Linked DNA regions of Rattus norvegicus: region 1 is linked to region 2. The links are chromatin contacts, called in public Hi-C maps. All regions are on one chromosome and are shown on one strand. Each heading gives the region's core, a stretch centred on a gene start, on an enhancer-like site or on the middle of the called end of the contact. The rest is flanking DNA. Distances are from core to core; before and after follow the strand shown.

Region 1 (5,543 bases), core at 2,292-4,791, 100 kb after region 2:
TCCATATTTATGATTCCCAAAAGCAGAGATTCCTTTGCTTTAACTAATCTTTTTCTGTCTAAAGCTGAAATTGGCCCACCCACATTACCTGGACTCAGGTTTGTGGGAATATCTTTATATGCAAATTAGTGGAGCTGTCCCTTCTTTCAGAGACACACGCCTGGTTACATAAGTGCCTTAGGGTGTGCAAGCATATGGCTGTTGAGTGCTCCTGCAGCTTTTGTGACCAGCATCTGGGTCTTCCCCACAGATTCTCCTCTAGTCAGTCTCCATGGGGCTAACCAGGAAGCCTAAAATGCAGATTAAAATCCCAGTCCAATGACTTGGAGAGAAACTTGAGCCTGTATGCTTTGTAAATCCTCCCCCAGTGTTTGAGATGAAGACAAAAGAGAGAAAATCTTGGCATTTCTATTTTGAAAAAGTAGATGAAAGAAAGACTACACTGAATTAATTTGCCTCACAACAATCTTCTATGTCTTTCTAACAACCTCTGGATGGTTATAACATTTTGTCAGTTTCCTAGTCTAGTGTTTTAGATGAAGGCTGCATAATGACCCCGGCCTCACCGCTATCATTAGGTTTCCATTTCTAAATAAAACAAGTATCAGGCACAATGGCAGTCTAAACTGATTTCATAAGACAGGGGAAGGCTTTAGGTCACACTTACAAGGAAAAGCTACTTTATAAATCTGTCATTTAAAGCAATCATCACAAAACTACTGGATGAAATATAAGAGAAACAATTTAGGACACTGGTAGAAGATATAGTGAGAGGAGACCCTATGAGCAAAAGCTCAATAAAAGCAAAACCAGACAAAAGAGACTTTGCTAGAGTTTGGGTGTGATTTGTCCCATGGAGTTACAGCAGTTGAGAAATTGTTCTTAATGTGGTGATGTTGGGGGATGAGGGATCTTTTGTGGGGCCCTTGAATCACTGGCAGCACATTCCTCAAAGGAATTGGCAATGTCCTCTTAGGACAGTAAACTAATCCTTGTGAGAAGGTTGTCATAAAGCAACAAGCCTGGACACTCCCCTTTGGCTTCCTGTCTAGTGATGTGATTTCTCCTTCTTGCACAAATTCCCACCTTAATGACACCATCCACCATGAAATTTTCCGCAGAACGGAGCAAACTGATATCCTCGACCTTTCAAAACTATGAGCTAAATAAACCTCTTTTCTTTATAAAGTACCCAGCCTTTAGTCATTAAGCTATAGTTAAAGCAATTATGAAAATAGGATTAAGTCAAACTAAGAAGTGTCTTCAATGCAAAGAAAATAGTCAACCAGTAGTTGACAGCAGAATAGTTAGGCAACAGAAAAGAGGAAAATATTTATAAACTATTGATCAGATGAAGGAGTAATATGCAAAGAACTAAAAAATCTCAACAGCAGAATACCCCAAATAATCCCATTAAAATGGCCAAATAATGGAAACAGACATTTTCTCAAAAATGGATATGCAAATATGTAAGATACAAAATGCTCAGCACCGGCAACCATCAGGAAATGCAAAACAAAATGGGACAGCAGTCGTCTCGTCTCGTTTATAATAACTTTACTAAGAAAACAGATAAGGATAAGAAGGAAAGGAAACCCATTCACTGTTGGAAACAGTGTGGTGCCTCACGTACGAACACAATAATATGTTGCCTAGGAAACCCACCACTGATGTGCGCCCAAAAGAGGCAAAGTCGTTGCACCAGTGAGGCACACGTGCTTCCGTGGTGATACAAGCACTACTCTCAAGAGCCAAACCATGACATCGTCCAAAGTATTTGTCAACATATGGATTGATAATATTAAAATGTTAGAAATATACCCAATTAAATATTATCCCACAATAAAAAATAAAATCATGCCATTTGCTACAAAGTGGAGTGAAATAAACCAGCTATGGCAAGACCAATAATTCATATTCTTGTTCATATGTGAAAGCTAAAGACATGGGCTCAGAGACCAGAGAGGGTAAAGAGGAAGACTGAGTAACAAGAATCTTAAAAATACAGTTACATGAGAGACGTAGGCTCCAGTGGGCTACAGCACAGTAGGGAGAATATAGTTTTTAATAATTTATTATTCAACAAGAAAATAGAATTTTTGGAGTTCAAAACATAAATAATAAATAAAGTAATGAAAATACTAATTAGCTTCATTTGATCCATGTACATTACATACATAAGTCAAGAAATTAGCATGTCATACCCCAAATACACACAACTAGTGGTCGGGTGTGACTGTACATGCCTGTAATTCTAGTTCTCAGGAGACTGAGGCAGAATGATCTGCACAAGTTCACATGTATGCCAATAAGAATTACCAGAGTCATGCAATGAGATCTAAGATGACTTCTAAGTCCTTTCCATTTTAAAAACATTTTTAATTGATAATAAAGTAAAAAATAAAGTATTTGTGAAAAATTCAAATGAACTTTATAACAAAAGATCATGTTTCAGTTCATCTATAAAATTATTATAATTACTATGCTACTATGATCACTATTTCAAGAAATATTCTCTGCGAGGAAAAGACCAAAAGGCTTCAACCCTCTATAAAGAACTATAAGCAACTAAGGAATGCTGAGAGTGGGATAAATAGTCTTCCCCAGGGAAAAGCACATACAACAGCAGCCCTAAATCAAATGATCAACCCTGAAAACATACAAGTAACATATGTAAACTGAGCAGGTTACATTTAGGAATATACACACACATACACACGTATGTACATATGTACATATAATATATGATACATGCACTTACACATATATATTCATGTACAAATACAAATAAACATACACATACATGTGCATATAGGTATCAATGACAATGAAAAATAGATCACAAATTTGAAAGAAATCGGGTAAGTGGAGAGAGGAAGGGGAAGAGAGAAATGTGGTTATATAATCTCAAAAATATTTCTATGGAGAGAGAGGAGGGAGAGAGGTCCCCTACTCAATGCAAACAGTGGAATCAATCTATGTGCTTAGAAGAATCAATGGCTAAATAAAATGTCACCTAGGGCCAAATGACTTATAGTGCAAGGCTCTGGTACAAGCCTGGCAATCTGAATTTGATCCCCGGGACCACATAAAAGTAAGATTATTATTTTACATACAATTGTTCTCTCACCTCCATGCATATGGAATGCACACCTCCCAGTATGCACACACACACACACACACACACACACACACACACACACACACACACACACAAAATATTAAAGAAAAGAAAGCACATAACCTATTCAGGCCATAGAATTTGACTCTTCTTGAAACATGACGAGAATTCTAATCTGTGTTTCAGTATGAATAAGCCTTGAAGATAACGTGCTAAGTCATGATCTTATTTACTTGCGGTACCCAAAATAGTCAAAATCACAGAAACAGAAAGAGAAATTGCAGCTCCCTGGGGAGAAGAAAATGGGAAATGGAAGTTCTAGGCTTTGCAAGATGAAATAGACCTGGAAGTTAGTAGCCCCGTGACACCTCTATACTTGACATTACAGCACTATATACTTCCAAGTATTAATATCATGGGCACCTGTGCTCTCCATTGGAAAGTGAAGTACACCAGTGACTGAGGAGACTAATTGTCAGCTTACGTACAACACTGCGGAACCGAGTAAGAGCAGACAGAAGTTAACGTCACATTTGAACAAAATAAAGGGGTATCTTGTTCGTCTCTTCATTTTTTGATGCAATAAAAAGTATTTCATGTGCATATCCTGAATTTTGGCTTCAGAAATGCTTGACTGGTTGATTCTGTGTCAGCCTGACTCCCATCCAAGAGTGTCAGATTCAGTCTTTGCTACCGAAGGATCTATTTCTGGGCACCATTCTGTCAGGGTAGTGTTGCTTTCACTATTTCAAAAGAGTATTTGGAAATTCAGGTCTAAACCAGAACTCAGCGAACATGGTTCCCGTAGTATTGCAGTTTGCTTTCTGTTACTATGATAAAACACCATGACCAAAAAAAAAAAAAAAAATCAACTTGGGGAAGAAAGGATGCATTTCAGTTCACAGCTTACAGTCCATCATCATCCAAGGAAGTCAAGGCAGAAGCTGGGGCAGAAACTGAAGCAGAGGCCATGAAGGAACACTATGTACTGGTTTGCTCCTCATGCCCTCTCAGCCTGCATTCCGACATCCCAGGATCACCTGCGAAAGAGTGGCCCAGCCCACGGTGGACAGGGCCCTCCCACATCAATCACCAATCAGTGTTCATAGGCCAATCTGCTGGGAGCAAGTTCCTCATTTGAGGTTTCCTCTTCCTCGGTGACGGTAATTTGTGCCGGGTTAACCAAACTTGACGGACACATATCAGTTTTCTGGGTCAAGAAGAAAACAGGGAGTTTATCATGAGCCTGTTGTGAAATCTTCAGCCTGTTATTGACAAACAACTGGCGTGGTTATCCTACATCTTACTATCTCAGACTCTGGGAAATTGTGACATAACAAGTTAGAGATGTGGCAAGTGGTACTCAGCCAAGTCCACACAGTCCCCTCCCTACTGTTATCCTGGCACATCTAAGCTGAGGGTGTGTGGATGAGAACAGGCATCGAGACCTACAAGTCTTGGTTCCTGTAGTTAATGACAGATCTTTACCAAGGAGTTCAGACTCGCGTACCATCATCACCCTGTTAGATTTGTAATGGAATTAAGAGGAGGCGCCTCGTGGTGAATGAATTAACAGGCCAGGCAGACCCTCGAGACCCACAAAGCCAAGGAATAGCTTCCATCTGATGAGTTGTTTTCTAGCAGGAGCATTTGTTTAGACTTGTTAACATATGCAATCTGAAACTTGCTAATACCTCCAAAGCCAAAGTTTACATCACCCCCACGTCTTCCCTCCCTTCCACGCCTCATACTCCAGCCACAGGTGTAGAGCATATTTTTATCAGGACCTACTGTACAAGCCAATTCACACACAGGACAGATGCTGAAAGTAACTTGTGTTAAGCAACTATGCATAAATCCCAACACCCAGAAATGTGGTTTTAGATACAAACCAGAGAGTTTCCCTAAATAGTATTGCATGCATTTATCGCTGAATGTTGAGACCGTTTTGTCCCAGTGCTGAGCTGTGTCATCAGAGAAGAAATAATAAGGAAGTAGATCTAATGAATGGCAAGCTAGAGTGACTTCTTCCCTCACCCCTATTCCTTGTTTTCCACAGTCTTTACTTTTAAGAAGTCAGACCTCTTGGACTCATGCTGGCCATGAATCCTGGGCTCATTTCATTCTCCTTTTTGAGTCTCCTGAGAAAATGGGGCTCCAGATGTGTACCACACTGCCCACAATCACCCCTAGGACTCCAGATGTGCATCACACTGCCCACAATCACCCCTAGGACTCCAGATGTGCATCACACTGCCCACAATCACCCCTAGGACTCCAGATGTGTACCACACTGCCCACAATCACCCCTAGGACTCCAGATGTGCATCACACTGCACACAATCACCCCTAGGACTCCAGATGTGCATCACACTGCCCACAATCACCCCTAGGACTCCAGATGTGCATCACACTGCCCACA
Region 2 (5,176 bases), core at 2,128-4,627:
AAATCCTCTCCTATAAAGGTAGACTCTATGACTGCTTTCTTTTTAGCAACCTTTCCTTTTGCACGTATTGTCTGCACTAGCTAGCTTAATTCTATACCTGATTGAACTTTCCACTTGTTGTTGCCAAATTATACCTGTGAGAATTCTCTTTTGATGTTTGTTTTCAATCAGCTAGAAGGTTATAATACCAAACTATTCTTTTTCAGTTGGCTTAATGGAATTATTATTATTGATTGAGTGTAATCGGTTGACACGTTTACCTGCTTTATTTGATTAAAGCTTGGCCTTTGTAATGGCACCACTGCCACCTAAAACCATGGCTATCCCCTCAGGTCCTCTGCTACCTCAGTCTCATCCTTGGTCCTGGAAAACAGGACTTCCTAGGGCTGTGAACTCTGTCCGTGTCATGGGCATGGTACATGGAAAGCATTGCTCAAAGAAACCATTGTCAAGACTCAGTATGGAGGACAGTCGCTTTTATACAACCATCTTCAAGCTGCCGAGCTCCCTATCAGTCAACAGCTATTTATTTGGCTTCAATCACAGGCTCAGTAAAGTCCTAGGTGACCGCTGTGCACACAAACCGGACTAGCAGTAGTCAAGTCTATTATATTAGTGACCTTGAACCAGCTCTCCAAGTTTGAAGAAGTTTAATGGCTGACACAGATGAGTTAAGTCATCTAAGGACACAGAAATAAAGGCACTAAGAGCCAACGATAGGATACAGAGAATGAGCTGGGATAGACTAGAGAATTTAAGGAGAACAAACAAAACAGGGAAAGTCATATGTTTTCCTATAAACTCTCATGTGAGAAACTTCTACAGTTAAAAACAAGTTTATGCTTACATTGTATATGCTTGTTTCATAAATAAGCTATTAATCTAAATACAAGTTCACCTAGTTTGGCATTTTTACTGTAATTAAAGAATATGTGTATGGTTAAAATTATTTACTAGTTTTTTAGTTTGATCACCTGAACTACATGTCCAGAGATTGACTTGACATTTATGTTGAAACATTTAAGAGACCTAAAGTTAAAAATTACAAATAGGAGTTATTGAGTTATTAGAATTTATCCTTTGAGAAATCAGTCTTATTTAAACACAATATTATCACTTGTACTTTGCATTGTGATGTCATATAACCATATTCTTCTTAAAAACTCATTTCCAAGCTTGCTTATAATAAACTTTGATGCATTCATCCCCTCTGTTAGCCTCCTTCTCCCTCCAGTCCTCCTTTCCCTTTCAGATCCTAATGTCCCCCTTATATTCAAGTCTCCCTTCTTTCCTCCATGCACAGGATAAAATATGCTGCACTTTGTGAGACTGACTTATATGACAAGCCACAATGATCTCCAGTTCCATCCATTTTCCCGTTTATGGCATATCGTTCTTCTTTATGGCTAAATAAAACTCCACTGTGTATATTTGCCACATTTCCTTTGTCCATTCATCAGTGGGCAGCGAGGCTGACTCTAGCTTGGCTATTGTGAGCATCATTGCGATAAACATAGATGTGTAGGCATCTCTGAGGGATGCTGACCTGGACTCCTTTGGGTACAATAACCAAGAATGGTATAGGTGGGTGGAATGATAGTTCTGGCTTTGTTTTCTTGAGGACCCCACAATGCTGACTTTCACAGTGTCTACACTCATTCACATTCCTCTCTGTAGTGTGCAAGTGTACCCTTTGATGGAATTCTCACATTTTTGTTTCCAGGCAACAAACTGTTAATTAGTATAATTTACCCGTCAATTGTTTTTTAGTGTATGTGCTGCTGAAGCGAGCATGCCTGTCAATTTTTTAACCCTCGAGAGTGTTCATTGTTATGAGGAACACAAGTATGCAGTGTCTGCATTCTCATGAGTCAAACTCATCCCAGTTCTTCCCTTCCCGTCCTACAAAATGAACAATGACCGACTGTATTTTGCCTTCTTAGGTCTTCTGGAACTTGGGGTACCCCTCCAGTCAAATCTTCATGTTGTGCTTACTTCTAAATTTATTCTTAAGTTTTATTTTTTTCATTTGGTTAATGAAATTGCTTCTTACTGAGAAGTTTGCCTTTGTATAAGCTTTTTCTCTTAGTCAGTGAAGGGAGCCACTGGGATGCTTAAGAAAATAGGGGAGAACAGCTTGTGCCTGGGCGCATGCGCAGGTGCAGACCCTGCATTTTACAGTTTCCTGGGGCTTTGCTGCCCCTGGACTGTAGGATGAGTCCCTCATACTGTCTTCATGAAAGCCCTTTGCTTCCAGTCTTCAGTAGCAGTCTCTTTGGCTTCGCTTTACATCACAGAGCGTCTCTGTCTTACACATTTAAACTTCTTGGTTGGGGAAGTTCGGGTGTTTGGAGGAAAAGAACTAAGAAATGGATTAACCGATCTTGACACAGATTTTTAAAACTTTTCTCTTGATATCCAACTCCAGGCAAGATGATTCTCCCCGGCAATGGAGCCAGCTCCACATACTTCTGTGTGATAGTTTGGCCTCTTGATGATTTTCCATTTCTGAAAAAAAAATGTCCTGCAGCACGGGTTTATTCCTAAGTATGAATATCCAGGGACCGCCTTCGAGGCTGCTTTTTTGAGAACATTTGAGCCCACTAAAGTATCATTATTATACATATACGTATACACTTGTAAGTACACCCTGCTGAGATCACTCAGTGTTGCTCATGCGTATTTAGGGCTGATCTCTTGGGATTGGTGAATCTTTGGGGGCAGGGGTTATCCTTGAAGAAGACTTGAGACCCTACCTCACAGTAGCCATTGATTGCCTGTAGTTCTTCTATGAATAAAACCTCTCAAGAATCCCTCACCTACTCTGCTATGTCAATTGGTGGTGTCATTTTTCAGGTTTTGCTTAATCAACCATATGGTTGCGATTTTGATACGACTCCTCTATCGTTCCTAGAAAACACTGTCTCAGTGCTCGAACTCTTAAAATTTTTCTACTCCTCTTCTGGGATGTTTTCCTGAGATTTAAGTTTAGGGCTTTTTGTGTAAAATGTATCAGTTGGGGCTCGACATCACACAAGTGTTTTCTGTTTTTTGACAAGTTGTGACTCTACTCTTAAAATTACTGAATCACTCTGGTGTAAGGAGGACTTTGGGCTCCACATTGCCTTTACCAACACTGTTCTAGGCCTAAGATATTCATTCATCCCCTACAGGCAAACTTTGGAGGGAGCTACGCAGCTCTACAGGGCACACTTTGCTCTAGAAGCCAAATCTCTTGTGTCCTCGAAACCTCCCTCTGTCCTTTATCCTATGGTGGTCCATTGATTTCAGTGGCGGAGGCCCAGGATTCTGCATATAGACAAACTGAATGGTTTTGTTTTAAATGGCTGGTTCCTCTTACCACCAGATGGCACTCTAGTATTACCAGGGAATGCACGTGCTAAACCGGTGGTTTCATAAACCAGAGGAGAAAAACAAACCTGTTGGAGTATATAGGACCACAATTTTCTTTGTAGGGTTGATCAGAAACATCTGCCCAGCAGGAGCATCAGCAAGAAAACAATACACACCCAAGGAGATCATAACGCTTGCTCTGATTGGAACCTTTCTGCTGTAAGTTTTCAAACTGATTGTGAATTGTGGTTGCCACATTAATGGAAGAATACTTAGGGCATTCTCAAGATTCAGTGTCCCGTCTGTAACTTATTGAGGCCCAATTCTCTATTCATCCCATAGCTTGTAGAATGTAACTTTAGAGTAATTTTAAGCAGTTTATTTCTGCTGGCTTAAGTCTTCTAGGTAGGCTGTGTGGGAAGAGCGATGTCATTCTTAACTACGGCTGTCTTTGCTCAGGTGTCTCTCAGAACAGACAGGTGAAGATCAAAGGGTGCATGAGTCTCTGAATTCACATGACCTTCCTGAAGGATGAATGTTCAACACATAGCATACAGGTGACACCTCCCATCAGGATGTGAAACTTTGATCGTAACCTCTTGAAGAACAAAAGTTGCAAATTAACCAAATTCTAACAGGGGCCATTTTATCCCCATATTCTGAGGTCATTCCTTGTTCCAATCTTTTGCCTTCCTTTTCAACTAGGTTGTTCCTATAAAACTCTATTTTGTTAATAGTAGGAAGAGAAGATTGGTATGAGTCTATGAACTAAACTGAGCCTCAGTTCATAAAGTCGTTTATAAAAAAGGTCCTACCAAAACAAACAAACAAACAAAAAACAACAAAAGCGCCTTGATTTTTGTTTTAAAGGGAAACTCACCAGACAGTGGACAGACAATACTTACTTTGGAACAACTGGAACACTTGGAGATTTGCCTGAAGGAAGCAGAGGAAAAAGCCAAAGCTCTATTGGAACAGGTAATGCCTATCATGGGGCCTGGAAATGTCTACTGCCAGAGAACAAGTGTAAATGCTTTAACTTCAGACCCATCCACACAGCACAAGTGTACACACACACACATAGGTGAACACGTACACACATGCGCATGAACCTACGCACATACACACATGATGCACATGAACCTACACACATACACATGACCACTCACAGGCCTACACACAGGGACACACACACACACACACACACACACACACACACATACACGTACCTCCTTCATTTCCATCAACACTTCTTTTAATCTACAGAGAACTTTCAGCCTTTGAAACTATGTTTTTCCCATTATATTTTATTTGGTTTTCATTCACTACAAGCTCCTCGGGAGTCCAGTGGGCCTTTGCTAAGCACATGGTTTCCCTGAGAAAGCAATGCGTACTTGCATTATAAACAAATAAACTAAGAGGTAGATGAAACCTAGCAGAACCGCACAGATTCTTCTGGAATTGTTCTAAGGAAGTTGACTCTGCAGAGGGGTCTTCAGATAATGGCTTCCTTTCGGGGTTTTCTAGAACCGAGCAAAGCAGGTCATAAGCGGTGCTTGACCTATGCGGATGCCCTGGACATTGCACAGCAGACGCCCTCTGTACATGACTTGATTTTAGGGACAGAGGATGTGGGTTATCAGTGATTCTCAACCAGTGTCTCTACCATTTCCTAATAATACTGTATTTGGGGGAAAAAAAGAACTAACAAAACCAAACCACAATCAAAATCAGTGAACTCTTTGTTGTGGTGGACTCAGAGTAGAAATCTTCCCAAGTTGGGTCATCCTGTGCGACACAAGGTCACCCCTAAAGACAGTGA

Evidence for each region. Hi-C and Micro-C count contacts between places; a contact is called where the count stands out from the background.
Region 1: a Hi-C map of psoas muscle shows a contact between it and region 2, with 1.8 times the contacts expected there. The contact joins two enhancer-like sites.

Annotation. Positions count from the first base shown.
Region 1 is chr18:53,317,665-53,323,207 of GRCr8, forward strand. It overlaps LOC134483032 (a long non-coding RNA gene), which reads right to left. Exons shown (of 2, transcript XR_010059847.1): 2 at 668-4,331. Among named protein-coding and RNA genes, the nearest start is that of Ctxn3, 190 kb to the left of the region's middle. Within about 2 kb of position 3,542, at least 6 of the 93 cell types and tissues checked have an H3K27ac peak or open chromatin away from gene starts, as enhancers often do.
Region 2 is chr18:53,213,579-53,218,754 of GRCr8, forward strand. No RefSeq gene overlaps it. Among named protein-coding and RNA genes, the nearest start is that of Ctxn3, 87 kb to the left of the region's middle. Within about 2 kb of position 3,378, at least 15 of the 93 cell types and tissues checked have an H3K27ac peak or open chromatin away from gene starts, as enhancers often do.